2 separate regions of the Zea mays genome follow, and region 1 is linked to region 2. The links are chromatin contacts, called in public Hi-C maps. All regions are on one chromosome and are shown on one strand. The core of a region is the stretch at or near the end of the contact, and the rest is flanking DNA. Distances in the headings are between cores, read along the strand shown. Region 1 holds the start of LOC100284784. Region 2 holds the start of LOC100275076.

Region 1 (5,477 bases), core at 2,010-4,509, 190 kb before region 2:
TCACGAAATCAATATGATAAAATACATTGATATACAAAACATTAATTGGTTTTTATTGATTCTTCCATCCTTATTCCATCTATTATTCCATCTACTAGGTATATGTATATGACGGTGCATTATTATGAAATCAATATGATAAAAATATTTATATACAAAATACTAATTGTTAGTATGCACTTCTGTTGGCATCACTAATAGTAGATGTTTACATACCTAACTATATCTTTTAATGTATGTAAACATCCACTCTTAGTGTGTATGTAAACATCCACTTTTAGTGATGCCAACAAAAGTGTAGAATAACAATTAGTGTTTTTGCATATCAATGTATTTTATCATAATGCTTCTGCATTTCAACGTATCTTACTATTATATGTTGACTCCGTAGCAACGCACGGGCATGCACCTAGTCATGATTGATGCATGAAAGGACGTTCAATGATTTTTTTCATACGGAAGATGACAACGCGCTCCTTTCCTTGTTTCTTAAATCAAAATTATAGATTAAGTTTGGTGTCACAAACTTTTTTTCGATCAAATCCTAAATCTGAGCATCTCCAAGAGATTAGTCAAATGGCTCAGCAAGCCAAATTTTGGCTACTCAATAGCAAAATAACTCTCCAATAGACTAGTCATCCAACTTGCCAAGCTATCCGCCTCTTCAAATTGGCTCCCTCTCTAGCCAAATTTGGCTAGCCGCTGACTAGCCAAACTAAATAGAGAGTCTGTTGGAGTGAGATGCTACATATAGAATGTAATCTTTATGAAGAGTTAAATAGAGTGTCATATAGAGAGTCGAAAATGGAGTGTCTCTTGGAGATGCTCTAACCTTATTAAACAATGGAGAGAAAGAGAGGGGGAACAAATGTCGCATGGCCCCCTTGTCAAGGAGCTCGACATCGGACGCCAAAGTCCGGCATGATGTATCCATGCTGGCTCCAAGCCATATAGCTAGCCACAGACCCACACTGAGTTATGGCATCGCGACATGTTATCTCAGCGATTTAACCCATAACGCCAACGCCAAGTCTAGAATATAAAATATATGCATACCTATGTAATTGAAGAACCTACAATCATAGTTGGCTCAATGAAGTCGAACCGTTTAGACACACAACATTGTCTTAAAGTCGTAGTCACTTAGTAGCTAATGCCATTCTGCCACTCTAAATGTGTTGGACCTCTAGAAAGACATGGTTGTGCAGTAGAAGTATGATGGCTTGAGGTGGAGGCTTTGTCACGAACCTTGGCACAAAGATCCCTGACACCAAGCTCGATGTTAAGATCCACAGGTCGAGATTGATGCTAGGTCAACACAAACCTCCACGGTAGCTCCGAGTCGCACAACTCGACACCAAGGCTAGGGTCCGAAGAATAAAAATAAAACCTCCAAATGTCTAAATGTGTATACTTTTCAAAAAAGGTTAAAAATCGGTAAATATACTGTAAGAGAAATTCAGAGTTAAGATCTGTTTTGTATGTAAATATTTCTTATCCATAAGTGCACGTATTATCTTTGTCCTATGATAAACTAACCTTTAGACTTGTCCTAAGTCAAATTATTTTAAATTAAATTACATTTATAAAATTTAATATTTACGACAAGCAATTAATATAATTAGATATGTCACGACATATATTTTCATAATGTATTTATTTGATGCCAACCTAACTATCCTACTTACTCCTATCCCTAACATATATATCTATTCAATATGAAGACTTGGTTCAGGGAGAATCCACAACCTAAATTTTGGGAGCGTAGTATAGTAAGACTGTGCTCAACATACCATATATTATAATCGTGCAAAACATTTTGTGCCCAATTGCCCTGCTCACAAAGTTGAGTTTGAAATAGGAGGTAGTTAAGATTGCTGACAGCCTAACAATATGTCATCTATCTCTATGGAACAGGAATACAATGTGTTTGTACGTACCATCTACCATGTATCCTCCTCTATAAACATACTTGTTTTGAAATATCGTTTGGTTCACAAAATGCAATGTAAATGGCAACGGTAATAATTCACACTCGATTACTAGCGGGAACAAGATTGAATAGGACGTCATCGATTTCTAGTGTGATATCTGATTACGATTGGACTTAAATAAATATGGTTTATCGTTATCGGTTACCATTTCCGTAAACCAAATATCAGTTAATAGACAGTATCGTACATAAATAGTTTTATAGTCGATGTGGCATTAAATTAATAACGAGAGAGATACAGTATCCTTTGATGATATAACGCACTAGAAATAACCTAAGTGAGCCACTGATGTGGCAATAAAATATGCACAGCGACGATGTGGCACATTGCCGGCCTTTACTACTACCGAATTAACATCTCCAGCGGATCCTCGCGAAAAAATTCCATCCACAAGCTAAGAGCAACTTGGCATTGAAGAATGGCGATTGGCGATGTGCTCATGGCCTTTCCCGAGCGGAACGACTGGGCCACTGCCCACTGAGCTCTTTTTTCTCACGTTGACAGGGGTGTTTTGTTGTCTAAACTAATGAATATCTGCTAAGAAACAAATGCAAGTTCACGAACAGCTGAGGAATAGTTGAGTGATACGTACGGAGAGAAGATAAAGAAATACACGATCACGCATATCGGCATATGACAGCATCAGCAGCAGAAATATTTATCATGATTTAGTTCAAATATTCGAGAACGGTTCAGAGGACAAGAAATCAGAAATGCACAGCACGGTCACGCATGCTACGCATTAATTTAATAATAGCATTGATTTAATAATAACACATGCCGCATGGCAGTATGGCAGTACTATAGCCGCGATGTACTTTTTTTCCTTAAAAGGGAAAAGAGTATGTTACAGCAAATTTTAAAAGTGATCTAGCAGATACACATCTTGATTACGCTAACCAGTTTCTTAAAAAAAGAATCCAGTACTGCAGACTATATGCACAATTAGGGCACATGGCAGAGAACTGAGAGCAAAGCTCCTACGGCCATGGGTTGTTTGAGATTTTTTTTTTCGTTAAAAAATAACACTAGTACGGTTGTGATCCCGTCCCGCCGAGTCAGCAGATCACATCAGATCAAAATCAGCGCGTCCAAGCATGCTCCCGGCGTAGCTACAGTACACAGAGGGAGACGAACCGGGAGCCCCTGGCCACAAGTCTCCCCGGCGAGTCCTCCACCACAAGCTCGCCCGGCAGCTCACTGATTGCTCGAGTTGCGTGCTCGCGCAGGCGACTTATATGCACCACTCGCCCCCGCTGGATCTCCCCTCCCGGCCTCCCCTCCCTTGCCGTCCACTTCTTCCTCCACCACAGTCATCAGTGGCGTTATCCTCTTCGTTCTCGCCTCCCTGGTTGTTGTTGGCTGGGTGTTGGCGAGCTGGGAGTAGAGACCGAGAAGTGGAGCGGCCATGAAGATCCAGTGCGACGCGTGCGAGGGCGCGGCTGCCACGGTGGTGTGCTGCGCCGACGAGGCCGCGCTGTGCGCGCGCTGCGACGTCGAGATCCACGCCGCCAACAAGCTCGCGAGCAAGCACCAGCGCCTCCCGCTCGAGGCGCTCTCCGCCAAGCTCCCGCGCTGCGACGTCTGCCAGGTACGTACGTCGTCACGCACTAGCTAGTATTTAGCTAACCAGCGCATGCGGCGGCGGCATGCGCAGATGCGCTACACGCACGACGTACGGCGCAAGCAAGCTAACCTTGCTTCGCGGTCGCAGGAGAAAGCGGCGTTCATCTTCTGCGTGGAGGACCGGGCGCTCTTCTGCCAGGACTGCGACGAGCCCATCCACGTCCCGGGCACGCTCTCCGGGAACCACCAGCGCTACCTGGCCACCGGCATCCGCGTCGGCCTCGCCTCGGCTTCCGCCTGCAGCGACGCCTGCGACGCCCACGACTCCGACCACCACGCCCCGCCCAAGGCCACCATCGAGCCACCGCACGCCGCCGTCTCCGCCGCGGTGCAGCAGGTGCCCTCGCCGCCGCAGTTCCTGCCGCAGGGCTGGGCCGTCGACGAGCTCCTGCAGTTCTCCGACTACGAGTCCAGCGACAAGGCAAGACGATAGCGCAAGCTCCGGTCCATGTCCGCGTGCACCCACCGGATCCCGTCTCACGTTCTTGCTCTGTTTTATGTGTTTTGCAGCTGCACAAGGAGCCGACGCTCGGGTTCAAGGAGCTGGAGTGGTTCGCCGACATCGACCTCTTCCACGAGCAGGCGCCCAAAGCCAGCAGGACGTTGGCGGAGGTGCCGGAGCTTTTCGGATACCAGGCGGCGAACGACGCGGCGTACTACAGGCCGGCCAAAGCCGCCGCCGGCGGCGGCGCTGGGGTTCGCCAGAGCAAGAAGGCCCGGATCGAGGTCACCGACGACGAGGATTACCTCATAGTCCCTGATCTTGGTTAAATAAGAGAGCGCAGGAGTTTTGTTTCGTCTCCTGATGTGTACGGTGTACCAGAGAAGAATTTTACTGTGTACAAGCTAGTGTCAAGTGTTGTGCATCTTTGACTGTAGTGTCGCTCAATTCTGAACATCTATTAAGCCACTTTTGTTGCTATGCTAATACCAGTCTGAGACACTGATGTTTTTAACAGAACATTTGTCTGATTTTGCTGACACTTCTACTTACAGAGACCACAAGTGAATTAGCTGAGATAAGGTATTTTTCGGTAGGCTCACCAACACAGAATAAGAATCCCCAATGTTTGCCAACTGCCCCAGATACCATTGGAAGCCAGCAAAGTTAGGGCTTGCCTTCCACGAATTGGAAGGGATTGGTTAGGATTTGAAATGGATTTTAATTTGTTATGTGAAAGTTACCTAGAGAGGGGTGAATAGACGGAATCTAAAAATGATAAACTTAAGCACACACTACAAGTCGGGGTTAACGTTAGAATTATAATCGAGTCCGAAAGAGAGGGCGAAAACAAATCACAAGCAAATGAAAGCGGATGACATGGTGATTTATTTTACCGAGGTTCGGTTCTTGTAAACCTACTCCTCGTTGAGGTGGACCCTTTCCCTCTCTCAAACGGTCACCTAGACCGAGTGAGCTTTTCTCCTTAATCAACGGGTCACTTAGACCCCTCACAAGGACCACCACAACTTGGTGTCTCTTGCGTTGATTACAAAGGTGTTGAGAACAAGAATGGGGAAGAAGAAAAGCGATCCAAGCGACAAGAACTCAAATGAACACAAATATCTCTCTCACACTAATCACTAAATGTTTGGAGTGATTCCGGACTTGGGAGAGGATTTGATCTCTTGTTTGTGTCTTGGAGTGAAGTCTAGAGCTCTTGTATTGAATACAATGGCTGAAAACTTGGATGCCTTGAAGTGTGGTGGTTGGGGGTATTTATAGCCCCAACCACCAAAGTGGCCGTTGGGGAGACTGTCTGTCGACGGACGTATCGGACAGTCCGGTGTACCAGCCACGTCACCCAATCGTTGCTGTTAATTGGGGTTTTTCCCTTTATTTAAAAAAAATAAAAA
Region 2 (5,121 bases), core at 1,398-3,897:
GTGGCAATGTGATTGATGGTTTTTGGTATTGATTATGGTAATGGTAAGTGGTACTCTTTCCGTTTGGAAAGAAGTACGCTTGGGTTAATAACGTGGGTTAATTCTAAAACTTGGCTTTCTCTACTAGTAATAATAATCTGACCAACTAAAAGCAACTGCTTGCCTTACCCTGACATAAAGCTAGTCCACTGTAGCCAAATAGGACACTTACTGAGTATGTTGATGTGTACTCACCCTTGCTCTACACACCAAACCCCCCCATCCCCAGGTTGTCAGCATTGCAACCACTGCTCAGGAGAAGATGAAGCCGTGGAAGGAGACTTTCAGGAGTTCCAAGATTATGATGAGTTCTAGGCGTGGGTTAGCGGCAACCCCCAGTCGGCTGCCTATGAAGGCCGCGTTTATCTACGTTTCTTTTCCGCACTTTGATTATTATAAAGACTATGTGGATGTCTCAGACATATGATGTAATCGACTATTATTTCCCTTTTATATTATGATTTGAGCACTGTGTGATGATGTCCATGTTATGGAACTGTTGTGTACGTGAATTGCTGATCCTGGCATGTACATGGTTCGCATTCGGTTTGCCTTCTAAAACTGGGTGTGACACGTGTGGGAGGGAGACTGGGTGTGGGGATGGGCGGTCGGCGGCGGATGGGACTAGTGTTGGCGCTGGGCGTGTGGCCATGGGAGTTTAGGGTTTTTTGGGCTTCAATTTCATGGGCCTCATTTTGAATATTGTCTATATAATTGTTAAATTTATATCTCGGGTATCCACTAGATACCCACGGGTAAAATATAATATTCATACCCTACCCGATATTCTTCGGGTATCCGACCCGATAAGACTCTGTACCCATATCCATATCCATCGAGTACGAAACCTGTGGGTATCCATACCGCAGGTCCAACTGCCATCCCTAGTGTGGTCCTCTACTCCTTTGCTGGCTCCTCTGCCCCCCGACGTCCAATCTCCTCTGCAGTCTGCACAAACTGACTGTTGGCTCTTGTCTTGGCCTGGACAATCTGGTAAGTGGTAATCCTGATTGTATATGCATTCCATTAATCCAGAGTGTATTAGACAATCTGGTAAGCTGACTGCATATGGATTCCATTATTGCATAGTAGATTAGAGGTGAAATGATTGTCTGAAATTATAATATATTGAGATTTCCCTATATCGTTTAAAAAACTACGTTTAAACTTTATTTAAAATGTTAAAAAGTCAAAACTCCACCCATAAAGGTTTTAATGTTTCGTTGTTTTAATAATCTTATCGCTAATAATAATATACTAATATATTTTACATAAAACTATATTAGCTTAATTGATCTTTACCTAAAACACTATTATTAGAATGAAATCCAATTCCAAAGATCCAAATGGTATCAATCACAGTCACTGCTGCAAAGTTACTGTTACCAATAATTGGGATCGATATCATAGAAAAAAACTTCTCAACTTTAATGCCAATGTTCGTGAATGCCATTCAATAAGAGGAAGGTTAGGTTGATTTTAAAACTTAGGGCCTGTTTGAGAGAGCTTTGCTTCAAAAACTTCAGCTTTGATTTTCCAGTTTCACTATAAAACAGCTCCAGCAAATTGTTAAGGTGAGTTCTAGGAGCGTTTGGTTTGTGTATGGACTCCAACTTCTATAGTACAATTGATTTGTGTGGGTTTCCTTGATTATCCTTGATGATTAGTGTGTTGTCGCCAGAGAGAATGGAAGTTGTATGTTGCGTAACCAGTGGCATGGTGGGTAATTTTCGTACAGCTTCATGAGGAGATATAAAAACAGTGTTTTTCAAGCACCCTGTAAGGAGCTTCATGAATTTCATGAAACGGGGCTCTAGTTTCATTTTTTTTAAAACTAAAGCTCGTGGAGCTGGACGTGTTTGGGTTGAAGAAGTTAGAACGAAATTAAAATTCTTGAAGTGAAGCTCTCCCAAACATGGTCTTACTCTCTCCGTCCCAAAATAGATATATATGTAAATTATATTTATATGTTATTTAATAAATATATAATTAGTTTAAAACAAATTATATTTTAGATGAATTACATTTGGGTTTGTTCGGTTATTCCTATCCCATATGGATTTGATGAGATTGAAAAAGATTATAAATTTTTTTGATTTGTTCGGGATTAAAACTCATTCAATTTCACTCAGTCCATATAGATTAAGAGCAAAACGAACATGCCCTTAAACGGTGCAACATCACCAACCCCATGGAATATCGGTTCTGCTATCTTAAAATTTAATTTATTCTGTGCTAGGATTATTTTAAAATGAAAGAAGCACTATCTCACAGCTGATAATAAAGCGCAAAAAACTAATGGCAACGGAGAAATAATAATCTCAAATACGGCGAACAGAGACCGGCGGCGCGGGCGAGGTGGAGCTACGCATCCTGATTAGGGTTTATGGCGTGCTGACTTGGGCCGGCCTCAAAACTGGGCTCAGCGGGGAGTGTGTACAGTCCATAAACGGCCCAAAAGTTGAAAGAAAAGAAAAAAAAGTAATGAAATCCAACGGGATTTTCCGGCATCTAGCGAGTACGACTAGCGCCCCACGCTGCCGACCCGATCCAAAATCCGACCGTTGTGCAGCGCAGGAGCGCTCCCCTTCTCCTCCCTTCTGAACAGCTTTTCCGCCCGTCTCCACTGTTCACTCTCCAGTTGCGACTTGCGAGTCTTCCTGCAACTAGCGCGCACACCGAATTGTTGGCAAGAGAGAAACCCTTCCTCGTCCCGTTCAACCGGCGCCGCCGACTCGCGTGTTCCTCCCCGCGTCCTCGTTCTCCTTGCTGCTGGACCCGCTAGTGGGGATCGACCTGATTTCTCCTGTGCTGGTAAACCCTAGCGCTCTTTCCACCCCTCGCTTTTTTTTTGCCCGCATTCGCTGTGACGTGAACGACTGAAGCGAAACCGTGACGTTCCTACGGTACTTGAGCCCGTTTGGTCCAGTTGCGGCCATTCCTGGGATGCCGCGTATCGGCGTATGTGGATTTATTCGCTGTTCCGAGTTAGCCCTCCGTGTGGCCACACGTTTTGAGCACGCGCCCAAGGTCTCAGTGGGGTTCATAATCCATCAGTTAGGGGAGCGAGCGATTCGAAAATTCTTTCGTTGTTAATTTTTTGGCAGAAGCAGATCGGATGCTTATGTAAAATCCCAGTTAGATCTTGGTTGACTAATATAGAATATGTGCGTTTTGATGTTATTTATTGGGTTCACTAATTTAGTGGTGCTTCCGTTTATGCCATCTAAATTGAAAGTGATATCATACAGGTGCGCAAAGAAAGGTTGTGCAGTTACATCACCAATCTAGGCACCGTCTCCTCTACGGTGCTTGTTCCCCTGGTTATGTACTTCTGAATTATGATCCAGTTTTGCATGTTTGCCGTTTGGTGATACGTCGAATCCATATTAAATTAGCACCCCCAGAGCTTATTTCAGATCTTGTTCAGTTTATGTACAACAGAAATACCGTATAGAAGTCACCATTTATTGTTTCTATGTTCTGATTAGTTTCTCTTTACAGTCAATTGGATATTACCCAGGCTTTCAAGGTAGAAAAGAAGCTTTTTGTTCCATCATGGCCTTATCAACTCCAGCGTCTATTTTGGTTGACGAGAACCAACAGATAAATAGAGGTGAGATTGCATTTTTTGTCAAAAACTAATTTGTGAAAAGGAATTTTCCTGAAATAGATACATTTTTTTATCTGTATGTTCAGGTAAGAGGGCCGATGGACCAAGGGCCAAAGGGCTGAAGCCATCCGAGAATCCTGGCAATCAAGGGAGGAGAGCTCTTAAGGATTTGTCCAACTTCTCTAAAGGCACTGGTTTGAAGGACACTTCCACCCTGAAAGAGAAGTCCCAGCAGAAGCCTCGTAGTAATGTGGCCAACACTATTAAAGGCAATGCTTTGAAGGACAAGCCCATCCTGAAAGAGAAGTCCACCCAGGAACAGAGGTCAAAAGCTCTTAAGAACCCAATGAAAATTTTAGTTGATGAAGAGATCAAAATGTGCCATGAGTGGGCTAAGGATGGGGTGGAGGGATTTCACTCAACACAAAATAATTCTCAAAAGTTGGATAAGGATCTGCTAGACAAACGTATGATTGTTCTTCTTGGTTCTTAAATATGTGTGTGCGAGCGTGCACGTGTGTGGTGTATGGCTAATTATTCATGTTATTTAGGTGTCAAGAAGAAAGTGGCGGCAGTAAACTCAGCCTTGTGTGGTTGGCCAGATACAGTATTTGATTCTCTAATGTATCCATCTATGGTATGTGGCCCAATATCACACATTCAAACAGTACTTTTTCACAGTTGTCTAATGTATTAGGGATTTATTTACAAAATCATGGCCCCATTTCTTATGACCACCACAGTCCTATGCAAGCTCATGATTAAGCAAACAGAACTTGTTATTATTAAGAATGAGATTTTAGAGTGGGGAAAGTATATGTTACTTGATTGTGTAGTTCTCCTTATTAACTGATACAGTTGTTACTGGTCAGCTGGAATCATGGGGTAAACCAGTAAGGGCTTGTTCGGTTATTCCCAATACACATGGATTGGATGGGATTGGAAAAAATTGAGAAGAAGTTTGACTTGTTTGGGATTCAAACCAATCCAATCCCGCTCAATCCACATGGATTGAGAGCTAACCGAACAAGCCCTAAAATGATTAATCACCCAGCTTTCTGGTAGTAACGGGTAACTACTATCACAGAAGTTTATATTGTGTTATCTACTGACAAGCTTGATCTTGTTTGGTTGCCCCAGTACCTTATAGTTTTGACAAAGCTATGTTTGTCAGGTAGTCATTACTCTCATAACACTTGCTTACTATAAGAAAGTATACTCTGGAATTTAAAACATATTTAATAGTCAGCCCATTTCTGGATATTGGAATTTTCCCTATGCCAATAATACTGAAGGAACTGGCTATGTATATGAATTGTTTCACAAGACAGCATCTTGCCCCCATTGTAGGTTATTTTAGGAAAAGGATATGGTCAATAAAAATCATTAAATGTAGCATGTGTGTAGAAGTTCAGTAACAGTTGGTTCATATTATTTACTTAGCCATCTTGTCAACTGTATGTGCCTAT

What was found. A called contact is a pair of places that touch in the nucleus more often than the background predicts.
Region 1: a contact with region 2 is called in a Hi-C map of endosperm, with 3 times the contacts expected there. The contact joins the promoter of LOC100284784 here to the promoter of LOC100275076 in region 2. A contact is called at or near these places in 4 of 25 Hi-C or Micro-C datasets (ear, endosperm, leaf and 1 more).

What each region holds. Positions count from the first base shown.
Region 1 is chr5:186,157,423-186,162,899 of Zm-B73-REFERENCE-NAM-5.0, reverse strand. LOC100284784 reads left to right here and starts at 3,259. Exons shown (of 3, transcript NM_001157679.2): 1 at 3,259-3,585; 2 at 3,709-4,041; 3 at 4,131-4,548. The coding sequence starts at 3,403. The coding sequence ends at 4,391.
Region 2 is chr5:185,966,859-185,971,979 of Zm-B73-REFERENCE-NAM-5.0, reverse strand. LOC100275076 reads left to right here and starts at 2,647. Exons shown (of 6, transcript NM_001149264.1): 1 at 2,647-2,853; 2 at 3,563-3,655; 3 at 3,739-4,119; 4 at 4,204-4,289. The coding sequence starts at 3,598.